Regions from separate parts of the Rattus norvegicus genome. Here region 1 is linked to region 2. A link is a contact called in public Hi-C data. All regions are on one chromosome and are shown on one strand. Each heading gives the region's core, a stretch centred on a gene start, on an enhancer-like site or on the middle of the called end of the contact. The rest is flanking DNA. Distances are from core to core; before and after follow the strand shown. Region 1 has its middle 18 kb from the start of Hspb1. Region 2 holds the start of Ywhag (tyrosine 3-monooxygenase/tryptophan 5-monooxygenase activation protein, gamma).

Region 1 (6,232 bases), core at 1,741-4,240, 33 kb before region 2:
CCTGGAACTCACTCTGTAAATCAGGCTGGCCTCGAACTCAGAGATCCACCTCTTCTGCCTTCCCTGTGCTGGGATTAAAGGCGTTCATCACCACACCCAGCTGCCCCTCCCCCCCTTTAAAACCAGGGTCTCCTGCAGCACAGTCTTGAGCTAGCAGTGTACCTGAGATCTTGTATTTTCCTACCTCCATTATTACAGACATGTGTCACAGTAGACGTCTGTGGTGATATGGATGGAACCAAAGGCTTTCTGATTACTACGCAAGCACTAGGTGCCTTGAACTCCTGATCCTCCTGCCTCGGCCTCCCAAATGCTGGGATTAGAAATGTAAATGAACAGATGCTGCCACACTCAGCTTCCTGTATCATTTTTGTGGTGCTGGAGATTGAACCCAGGGCTTTGAGCACATCAGCGTGTGTGCGCTGCAACTGTGCCAATTCTCTGTGCAACAGCAGGGAGCCAGTGAGTATCAGGCATTTGTTTGGTTCTACAGCATTGGAGATGGAACACTTAGTCATGCTAGGTGCGTATGCTAATCACTAAACTGCCCCCAGTCCCTCCCTGGGGGATTCTAGGCAGGGGCTCTACCACTGAGCCACGCCCCCAGCCCCTCCCTGGAGGATTCTAGGCAGGGGCTCTACCACTGAGCCATACCCCCAGCCCCTCACTAGGGGATTCTAGGCAGGTGCTCTACCACTGAGCCACGCCCCCAGCCCCTCACTGGGGGATTCCAGGCAGGGGCTCTACCACTGAGCCACGCCCCCAGCCCCTCACTAGGGGATTCTAGGCAGGTGCTCTACCACTGAGCCACGCCCCCAGCCCGTCACTGGGGGATTCTAGGCAGGGGCTCTACCACTGAGCCACGCCCCCAGCCCCTCACTAGGGGATTCTAGGCAGGTGCTCTACCACTGAGCCACGCCCCCAGCCCCTCACTGGGGGATTCTAGGCAGGGGCTCTACCACTGAGCCACGCCCCCAGCCCCTCATTGGGGGATTCTAGGCAGGGGCTCTACCACCGAGCCACGCCCCCAGCCCCTCACTAGGGGATTCTAGGCAGGTGCTCTACCACTGAGCCATGCCCCCAGCCCCTCACTGGGGGATTCTAGGCAGGGGCTCTACCACTGAGCCACGCCCCCAGCCCCTCACTGGGGGATTCTAGGCAGGGGCTCCACCACTGAGCCATGCACCCAGCCCCTCACTGGGGGATTCTAGGCAGGGCTCTACCACTGAGCCATGCCCCCAGCCCCTCATTGGGAGATTCTAGACAGGGGCTCTACCACAGAGCCACGCCCCTAGCCCCTCACTGGGGGATTCTAGGCAGGGGCTCTACCACTGAGCCACGCCCTCTGCTTCTCTCTGGGGGACTCTAGACAAGTGCTGTACCACCCCAGTCACACAATCTGCTCCTCACTGGGGGATTCTAGGCAAGAGGTCTACTTACTACTGAGGTCATCTAATCCCTTTTCCTATCCAATTTATTTTGAGACAGGCTCTCATCGACTTAAATTTGCCATCCTCCTGGCTCAGCAAACCCATATACCAATCTCACCCCTAAATTTGGGATTAGAAACCTGAGCCATGAGGTGTAGCTTGCTAGGTGTGTGTGTGTGTGTGTGTGTGTGTGTGTGTGTGTGTGTGTGTATGTGTGTGTGTGTGTGTATTTAGTTGTTTGTTTGATTTTTTGAGACAGGGTTTCTCTGTGTAACACTGGCTGTCCTGGAATTCATTCTGTAAGCAGGCTGGCCTCAAACTCGGAGATCTGCCTGCCTCTCTCCTGAGTGCTGCAATTTAAGGCCTGTACCACCAACACCCTGCTGTCTTTATGAAGTAGATAGGCTAAATGTTATGCCCCGAGTACTTAGGACACAGTGAAATGTGAATTCAAATCCTGATTTTATTTCCCTGACAGAAGATGGGACATAGCTGAATGACAGAACAAAACTGATCTTTGAGCCAATGAGGTGGCTTCGTGAGCAAAGGAACCCGTTCCAAGTCTTAGGAGAGACCTGAGTTTGATATCTGAGACCCACATGATGGAAGGCGAGAACTCCCTCACACACGTGTAAACACACAGCTTCTTCTATGTAACTGTCTATGTAGCTGTCCTGGAATTCGCTACGTAGACCAGTCAGGCCTTGAACTCACTGACATTGGCCTGCCACTGCCTTTTGAATGCTAGGATAAATGCTGTGCACCCCCACACCTAGCCTCGTCTCGCTAATTCTAGGTTAGAAAATGACAAGGGAGGGGCGACACTGTTTTCTCCTTCTGACCTTGTTGCAAGCTGATTCGTAACTGGCCGCCATTCATTTGAAACTGTAAATATCTGGCCAGAGCTGGCCAGGTCGGCTGGGGGCCTTGAATGCTAGAGAGAGAAAGGACTGGCTTCTAAGTCCTTAGAATTCCAACTGTGTAGCCCATGTCTATCAAAGAGCACTATCAAGGGGCCCGAGTGCGAGGGGATGAAACTTGGCATTAGAAATCCACCTCTGGGCTCTCCCAGAGTATGTGGACTTGAGCTCAAAGAGGCTGAGCCACGATTTCCCAATTAAGGACACAGGAACAATGTAGATATCTTGGGATCGTTTCCGGAAGGTAATCTGGACATGAGGAACTGCAGCAAGCTTAAGAGGACAGAGAGTGGGTCACTGACTCTATGGCAACCCTGACGGCAAGGACCACCTGGAGCCTGATGCACCATCCTCTAAGGTCACCTCCTTCCAAGGACAATCCCCGTGGAGGTTATTGCGCCCTCAAAAAAACCCAAAGCAGATTATTCCGTAAGGACTACAAAGGCAGAGACAAAGCGGAGAGAACAGAGCTCAGAAGCTAGGATAAGCTCCGCATTAGCGGCGAGCTCAGCAGGAGGATTCCAATGCAGGGATGCGAGACCCAGCAACAGGCCGGCCATTGGCCCAGAGGCAAGATGCTGGCTTGTGATTGGCTCTTGCCACGCGCCGGGTAGAAGGCAATCTTCTTGCCCGGCAAGGCGGGGCTGAGCCGCGGCCCCGCCTAGTTCACAGCCGGGTACCTGGGTAGTCCGCAATGGCCAGGGTAGGGGAGTGGTCACTCGGATGCCTGACTCTCCTGTGGGCACACACAGGCAGCACAATTCTTTTTCTTAAGTCCAGGAGTTTGGGGGAGGGGAACACGCAGAAACCGGGGATTGGAGATCTCAGATGGGCCGGCCTTGAGGTCGCTACTGCCATCAGGGTCTGGGCTCTGGGTACCCGCACTAACTGGGTCAGCTGCAGAACCTGCAGTGCCCACCAGGGGGAGGCAGAGGACGTCGGTGCTGGAGTCCCTGGGGGTTATGGGGAATAGATCCCAGACTTGGGCCAGGAAGACTCCTGAATCCCAGCAACCCCATTCCCCATTCTTGTACTCAGCCTCATTCCATTTTGCAATCAGGTAATAGTTCAGGGTCAAGCCAGTTAACGCTGTAGCTTCCTTCGCCTTTTTTTTTTTTTTTTTTTTTAAGACAAGGTCTAACTGGATAACCCTGACTTCGAACTCACAACACTGCTGCCTCTTTGGAGTTCTATACTCCGGAGTCTGGCAAAACGTTTTTGTTTTGTTGGGTTTTTTTTTTGAGACCCAGTCTCATGCAGCCCAGGCTAGTCTCAAATTTATAGAAGCTGGCCTTGAACCCCAGAAATGCTGTTATTTTTATATCTCGTCTCTCAGCATCCTCCCCCACTTTTAACTTTTCTTTCCTCTTTTTGAGACTGGTTTCATGCAATTCAAGCAAGTCTTGAACATTACCTTGCAACTTTAAAAAAGATTTTGTGTAGGTGTTGTGTACACAGGCATAAGCAGGGGCCCAAAAAGGGTGTTAGGATATCTTCAACCGCTTTCCACCTATTCCTGAGCCAGGGTTTTTTCCTGAACCTGAGATGTGGATTTCCTCAGATACACTGGAAGCCAGCAAGCACCAGTTGATGGCCCTTTGGAGCACAGGTCGCCTGGCTTGCCAAGTGGGCGCTGGGTCTGTGAAAGCACAGCTTTCTCTCAGCTCCAGCCTTCAACCTTGAACTGAACCTCCAGTCTCCATGAGTGCTAGGATATCAAGTGTGCCCCTCTACACCTGGTACGTGCTGTCCAAGTGTGCCCCTCTACACCTGGTGTGTGCTGTCCAGCTGTGCTCCACTACACCTGGTGTGTGCTGTCCAGGTGTGCCCCTCTACACCCGGTGTGTGCTGTTCAGGTGTGCACCACTACACCTGGTGTGTGCTGTTCAGGTGTGCCCCTCTGCACCTGGTGTGTGCTGTCCAGGTGTGCACCACTGCACCTGGTGTGTGCTGTCCAGATGTGCTCCACCACGTGCACACCTGGTGGTCTTGATGAAAGTCACATGCATAGGTTATGTTTGGGTTTTTTTTCAAGACAGGCTTTCTCGGTGTAGCCCTGGCTGTCCTGGAACTGGCTCTGTGGACCAGGCTGGCCTTGACCTCAAAGATCCACCTGCTTCTGCCTCCCAAGGGCTGGAACTACAGGTGTGCGCCACACCTGGCCCTATTTCGTGTATGTTAAGCAAGCACTTTACCAATGGAGCCACCTCCCATGTTCTGTTACTTTACTCTCACCCAGCTTCATTTCCTCCGTTACCACTGGTCTATCAGTCTTTGTCCAGTGCCTTTACTTGGGAGGCAGACATTGTGAGTTCCAGGCCAGCATGGTCTACAAGTTCTTTTTAAATTAATACACCACATACATCAATAGTATGGCTTCTCTAGCTTCTGCCCCACAATGGGGTATGTCATGGTGGGGATCTGGACACTTAGAATATTACTATTCAAAGACTGACTTACAGTGCTCATAATCAGAACAGGCTGGATCCTCAGATGGGCTTACCCAGCTGTTAGCTGCTCAATCTGTCTTGCCTCTAGTCTCCCGATTGACTCGTTTCACTCTTCCATTACCTTCCCCCCACCTTACAACACCCAGACCGAGACTGGAGGAACAGCAATGTTTCCAGCAGTCAGGTTTTGCAGGAAGAGAATCTTCAACTCCCAGGAACACCCCTTCCACACACAGACCCCCTTTTGAGGCAGGGTTTCTCTGTGTGTGTGGCCCTGGCAGTTCTGGACCCACCCTGTAGACCAGGCTAGCCTCAAACTGAAGAGTGCTAAGATTAAAGGCAATCTTTGCCACCACTCCCTGGCTGGCAAAACCCCCTTTAACCAATATGGGGAAAGTACCTTCAGAAAGCACTATTGCTCCTGTGGAACCCAAAGTTCCCCCACTAACTAAAGTACTACCAACCAAGGCTAGGGTGATCCCCTGGCTGTGGGGGATACTCAGCCAGACAGCACTTGTCAAACATTCCCTGGTGATCGGCTGGGGCGGAGGCAAGAAACTCAACGGAAGAGTGGTTCTTAAGAGAGGTTCATTGGGTCCCATCCTGAGAACCCAAACGTAAGAAAACTCAACCACCATTAAGATCCCCTTGCGAAAACCCAGCTATCCGTGAGACTGAAGTGGGGTCTTGAAATGTCTAAGTGGGGGGATCCAGTCACAGCCATCACAGCGGGAGAGAACAGAAGTGGTCAGCTTCCCCTGATGCAGACTACAGATGAGAGTGTCTTCCCTTTCCTGCTCAGAGGACCCTTGTGAACATTGAGTGCTACACTGTCTCCAGCCTTGTCTTTGGGGGCAGGACACCTCGCCCGTTGTGAAGCAAGCACAGGTGGGAAAAGCAGAGCAGAAATGGAGCCATCCAATCTGAGTCTGAGGGAAGAAACCTGGTGCGTTTGCTGGGTGCTGGCAATTTCCAGAGCTGTAGTTTGGGTCTTGACAGTGTAGGTAAGGGGCTCCACTGCTTAAGACCTGGACAAAACCAGAGCGAGCAAAATCTTCAGCTATTGGGCTAGGTGTGGTAACCACCTGTAATCTCGGGAATCGGGAGGTGGAAGCAGGAACAGTTTGAGGCCAGCCTGGGCTACATAAGCCTCATCTCTGTCTCACAAAGCAGTCTGGCTTCTTTTGTGTGCTGGCAGGTGGGGACTGGATGGGTTTCTTTGAAGCAGGATCTTACCATGTAGCCCTGGCTGACTGTGCACCCAGAGACCTGCCTGTCATTGCTTGAGATTTAAGTCAGGGCACCCCCACCTCCAGCTGTTTGGTTTTGTTGGTGAGTCAGGGCCTCTCTAGCCCAGTAGTTCTCAATCTGTGATCAGGACCCCTTGGGGTTGCATAACTGTAGCAAAATCAGTTATTTAGTGCCAATGAAA
Region 2 (5,815 bases), core at 2,674-5,173:
AAACCTCACGACCTGCGTTCAAGTCCCAAGACCTACATGGTAGAAAGAGAAATGATTCCTGCAAGTTGTCCTCTGGCTTACACTGACACATGGCTGGTAATTCTTAAAGAGAGAAAGGAAAAGATAATTTAATCTTCGTTTCAGCATTGTGAAGGATAACCTGAGAAACAAAGTTACATGCTATCTCCACTCCAAGATGCCTAAACCACATGGCAGAGCTCCACCTCAGAGAGGCAAGCAAAGGGCTCATTACTCTATCGTTACTCCATTAGGGACAATGGCTATCAATTGGGCTCCTGAAGAACTTGCAGACATTAAGGGTTTTAAAACCCACTGATCCGGGTTGGGGATTTAGCTCAGTGGTAGAGCGCTTGCCTAGCAAGCACACGGCCCTGGGTTCGGTCCTCAGCTCCGGAAAAAAAAAAGGAAAGAAAAAAAAAAACAAAAAACAAAACAAAAACAAAAAAAACCCCACTGATCCCACAAGGAAAACCTGTTTACCCAACTATGGCAGACTTTTGCCACCATAATGTCCCCCTCCCCCCATAACTCCAGCAAAGTGACTAGTCTAGAACCTGTTCTCCCCCAGGAGGCAAGCACTAGTGGCCCACTCAGGATAGTAAGTTCTCAAGAGGCCACTGAAAGCCAAAGACAGACTAGGCCTGTGGTCTTCCCCTAGCCCAAAGTGCACAGCAGAGCCCTAAAATTCCAGCTAATCCCAGACACTGTATTGCATACATACCTGTGATAAATTTACTAAGACAGGCATAGAAAGAGAAAGAGCTGATAAGAAAACAAAACAATTATAACAACAGACTGGAAGAGAGGTTGAGGGCTTTTATTATATTTTCATCATTTTGGACTGTGATTGGCCAAAGAGAGATGACAGAACCTGAAAATGCGGATGAAGGGAGCTCTGAGATCATCTGCCAGTTTTGGACCTATCTAGGAACCCTGCTTAAATGCTAAAGATTACACTTATCTTAAATGACCCAACTCCCCGTTTCAGAATAGTGCCCAATCACGATCTCTATCCCGTTCACCCACGTAAATGGTTGTGCTCGGAAAGCAACCACAGCATTCCCAGAAGGATTTCCCTAGATACAACTAAACCTACTTCCCTTCCTCACCCGAGGTTCAGCTAACTGGAGAGCTCAACTGGGGTGGTAAAGCAAGGTTTCTTTCTTCATGCTAAGTTCTCCAATGAGGGCTGTTCCAGTTTTTCTGAACTCAGGGGCTCACACACAGGAAGTTGGATGAGCTGCCCCACTGAGGAACCAACCCTGTTTCAGTTGTGTGAAAATTCAGTGAGAGGTAATTTCCTCAAAACCACAGAAAACAGGTTTGAGAAAACTTTATATATATATTTTTAAAAAGGTCTTTATTTTACAAATGGTTCTTCCTTCCAAAGAGCCATCACTATCAGTAAGACACAAGCTTCCCACATTCAGAGGGAAAATATTTTGTATTGGGTTCTTATCCCCTCCCTAACAGCCATTGCTGATGGCCAGCAGGAAGCCACCATTTTTTAAGGTTTTTATGAAAACCTGTTTCATTGAGATAACCCTAAATGCACACCCCACCTCTTCACTATGACCAGAGACATTTCTTACTTAGAAATCCATTCCTTTCCTCATTGTTTTTTTTTCTTTTTTCTTTTTTTAAAATAAGGGAAGATGAATGCTTAAAAACACGAAAGTATCCTGTCAACGTTTGTTAATGGGAGTTTAAGGTGAATGGGCTTGGCCAGATGTCACTGCCCATTTCTGAAAGTAAATAATTTTTTTTATTTCAGGGACTAAGGCCCATCTCGGAGAACATGAAGTGTCCAATGCCACCTGGCTTCTCAGCTCATTTCTGCATTACCTTGGACAAATGCCATCTGAAAACTCCCTACCAGCCCTTAGGTGCATTGCAGCCTCTGTGTCATTGTGTGTGACATCACTGGGTTGCTATGGATATAGGTGCGAGGTCACTCGCTCTCCTGTGAACTAGAAATAGGGGAAAATTAGAGCCTAGATTATCACAAACTGAAGACATTTCCGACATTAGTGACCTACTGGAAGCCTGACTCGTATCCTTTAATCATTAAACTGTTGTTAAAAAAAAAAAAATCCAACTGTAGCAACACATTAATACAACACTGTTTCTGACTTTAAAATTATTTTTTGCAAAATGAAAAAAATCTGTAGCTCATTTAGTTAGGAAAAGGTAATAAGCACCTGGCCTTTTGGAAAACCAGGAAAAAAAATCATTTAAAATTAAATAGTGTCTCTCTCTCTCTCTCTCTCTCTCTCTCTCTCTCTCTCTCTCTCTCCTGTCTCATTTGTAAGGTTTAACATGGAAGGAGGAAGCCAGCACCCACTTTACACCAGAGATGCATTTAACAACCTTTGTTACATAAGGTAGAAAGTTAGATATTAAGGGAGTGGAAAACCCAATTTACTAATTTCTGGAAACCCGAATATTAATTTTTCTAGTGCATTTTGCAATATTCAGGACTCACCCCCTCTCTGCTGGCAAACTGGTTCCCAATTCACTAATAATTGAGTGTCACTGACAAAATGGTGCAAATTAGTTAGGATTTTGCATCTCAGGCAAAAATGCGACAGTATTCTCTTCTCATCAGAATGAGGATGCCTTAGGTCAGGGGAAAAAAAGCCTCCTATACATTTAACAAAAAAAAAAAAAAATTTTTTTTAAAAGACTTTTTCCCCTTTAAAATAACTCCTCCCAGCCTCCACCCAGTCTAGGCTCTCTGCAATATGACAAATGCAGAATCTTCTGGAATGACTTGATACTGCCTCCCACCACCGCTTTGTTTGCAGTATCAGATCAGACAGAATTATTTTTTTACACTTATACGAATTTCTACAGACTCGTGCCTGCAATTAAAAGAGAAACTGCATGTCTCAGTCAGTTAACATTCAAAGGCATTTTATTTAACCCTTCGAAAAGGAAAATTAAAATGAAAAATGAAGAGGCCATACAGAGGGCCATGAATGGGAATGCCAGCGACACACGTATCCCTCCCTTCCTAACAGACTTGCTTTGGGTAATGGGTAAAAAGGAAGCCTTTTGTTAAGAAAAACGTGAGCAGGGTGGTTTCGATTTTACATCACTAACCCCGGGTTTGGTTCTTCCTTTTTTTTTTCTGGAGGAGGGGGTCTCATTTTTTTTCTTCCCGAAATGTCTTTAAAGGATGTGTCAGTGGGGAAGATGGTGTGGGGGGGCTGATGGAGTGGGGAGGCGGCAAACAGGGAGACCTGCTGAGTGAATGGGAAAGGCGCCGCCCAGACACCAGGGAGAGAAAGAGGAACCGCATCCATGCGGTCCCCCCGCCCCCACGCCTAAGCTGGGAGGAGGGGAAGTGGGGCACAAAGGATGCGCAGGGCTCCCGACTCAAGTCTCTGGACATTCAGGGTCACAGAGAGACCCCCACCCCACAGCAGAGACCAGCCGCGCAAGACCCCGCCCCAGCCCCGAACTCGGAGAGGCTGGGAAAGAGGCCGCGTCACCACTCGGGTACAGGAGCCACTTACTAGGACCCGTCCCCAATCCCTCCAAGGAGTGAGATGGAGGTGACCCTACAGTCGTGACAAGACATGCCCCTGAGCATGCCTTCCACGCGGTGGAACGCGGTGTCTGGAGCGACTGGGGCGAGGCAGGGGGGAGGGGAGGAGACACTCACGTTCTTCATGGCCGCGGCCATATCGTCGTAGCGCTCCGCCTGCTCGGCCAGCCGGGCTTTCTGCACTAGTTGCTCGCGGTCCACCATCTTCGCGGGGCTGAAGAGGGTCGGCTGGAAAGAAGGAAACCGAAGACTGCCTTGAAGGGCTTTAGGAAAAGAGAGGAGCGGCTTGGAGCTCGTGTGTCGGAAGGACCGACCCACGAAGCAAGCTGCTAAGGCGAGGACGAGAAGGAGGCGGCACGAGCTGCGACCGCGGGACCCGGCGCAAGGAGGCTGCGGCTCCAATGCGTGCCGCGGGCGGACAACCCCCTGCGGTCCCGCCCACACGAGTGACGTAAAAGTCACCTCCCATTCGCGCATGCGCGCGCCCCGCCCGGTCCCGCCCGACCCTGCATTTACTGGGCTTTTCCCCTATTGGAACATTCGCGGTTGCTCCTCGCGGTTTTCTCAGCGTATGCCCAGTTCTCCACTGCTCCCTAATGTGCACCTTTCTTCGCTTCACCGTAAATCCTCAGCTTCGTCAAACTCATCTCACCTTGCCCCCTAAACCCTCCCTTTTTTTTGCATAGCCTCTGGCGCGTGGACTCCTGGGAATTGTAGTTTGACCCGCAGCAAACTGAATTGCAGAGCAGACCAAGGACAAAGGGGCGGTGGAGACTACATCTCCCTGCGGGCATAGCGCGCAGAGGCTGACCGGGTGGGGGGAAGGGTCTAAATCCGCAGCCGCTGGGGACCCCTGGCGGGGATGCAGCCTGCACTAGTCGCAGTGCTGATTCACGGCCTCGCCCCGTGGCCTCTGGGCAGTTGGGAGAAGAGGAAAGGCCAGGGCCTCAGATCTGGACTCTCTGAAACTGAAGTAACTGGTCATGGTCGGGGGTGAGGGGTCGGGGAAGAACAGGAGTGTAAAGTAGGCAAACGAAGTACAAACCCTGTAAATCCAAACTGCCCAACCACCACCATCTAAAAGGGTGAGCCTGCCCTAGGGATGGCTGCGTGAATGATGCAACCCTTGAACAACTAACACACACCAAAGTTGCAGTCTCCAATGATGCACTTTGACATCGGACTTAAGTGGATTAAATCATGGAATGACACATATCCGCCCGATATATTGCTTATTTTCCCTAAATGGTGTAGCTGTCTGCAGACTGACCCTGGGGACTCCCTTCTTCCTCTCCAGTGAACTGGACCAACGCTTGCCTAAACACACACACCCTATAGTTTTGACTGCTTAATTTATTTTCGTTATGTTTTTATGGGTTGTTTGGTTTGAAGCGGGGGTCTTACAGCTCTCAAGGTGGCTCCAGACGAAGTTCTTGAATTATACGCACGTACAACACAATGGCCTTGACTGCATATTTTATTTGTTTCATCTATTCTACGCGTTGAGCACCAACCCTGTTCCAATGACTTTGTACCTTAGAGCACAACAATACACAAGGCAGACAAAGCACTCGGCTCAAGAAAATAGAAGACTACTGTTTGAAACCCAGGGCAAACAGCTGAGGTAACTATTTAACATATCAAAGTGAACCTGGCTTCCAGGTTCTTCAGGTCTCCCTCAGTCCCAACCCACACCCCTTGCCCTCTACACTGATCTATACAGCTGGGGGTTGGGGAGGGAGCTGGACTGCCCTTGCCCCCAAGGGCTCTTCCCTATATAATCCAGACATTTTGTTTACACACCTCTTGTTTAGTTCCTTTTGTACCTTTGGCTTCCTGGCTGGTTCCCCTCTCTTCCTTCCCCTCTTTCACTCTGCACATGGTTCAGGGTCATACCCACTCTGGACTCTTCCAGATGTCTGCCTCTAGCCATGTCTCCCTTATATTTCCCTTATAAACTTTCTCCTTGACCATGCCTAGGAGCACTCCTATCCTCTCCTTTCTTTTTTATTTATTTGTTTTACACATAACAGCCAGGATTGGTTTTAATCCCAGCATCAGGAAGGCAGAAGCAGGCAGATTGCTGTGAATTCCAGCCCAGACAGGGCATCTCAAAGATGAATGAATGAACGAGAATGAGAAAGAAAAGGAAGAATAGACGATCCCTCTACCATATAAACCAAATGGGGTGGTACACACATATAATTCTAGTACTCTGGAAATGGACAGAAAATCAGAATG

Evidence for each region. A called contact is a pair of places that touch in the nucleus more often than the background predicts.
Region 1: a Hi-C map of liver shows a contact between it and region 2, with 7 times the contacts expected there. The contact joins the enhancer-like site here to the promoter of Ywhag in region 2. A contact is called at or near these places in 6 of 12 Hi-C or Micro-C datasets (frontal cortex, hepatocytes, kidney and 2 more).

The regions. Positions count from the first base shown.
Region 1 is chr12:26,410,834-26,417,065 of GRCr8, reverse strand. No RefSeq gene overlaps it. Among named protein-coding and RNA genes, the nearest start is that of Hspb1, 18 kb to the left of the region's middle. Within about 2 kb of position 2,990, at least 89 of the 93 cell types and tissues checked have an H3K27ac peak or open chromatin away from gene starts, as enhancers often do. A contact at or near this core is called in hepatocytes, kidney and liver, where this site is marked.
Region 2 is chr12:26,379,327-26,385,141 of GRCr8, reverse strand. Ywhag (tyrosine 3-monooxygenase/tryptophan 5-monooxygenase activation protein, gamma) reads right to left here and starts at 3,923. Exons shown (of 3, transcript NM_019376.2): 1 at 3,692-3,923. The coding sequence starts at 3,778.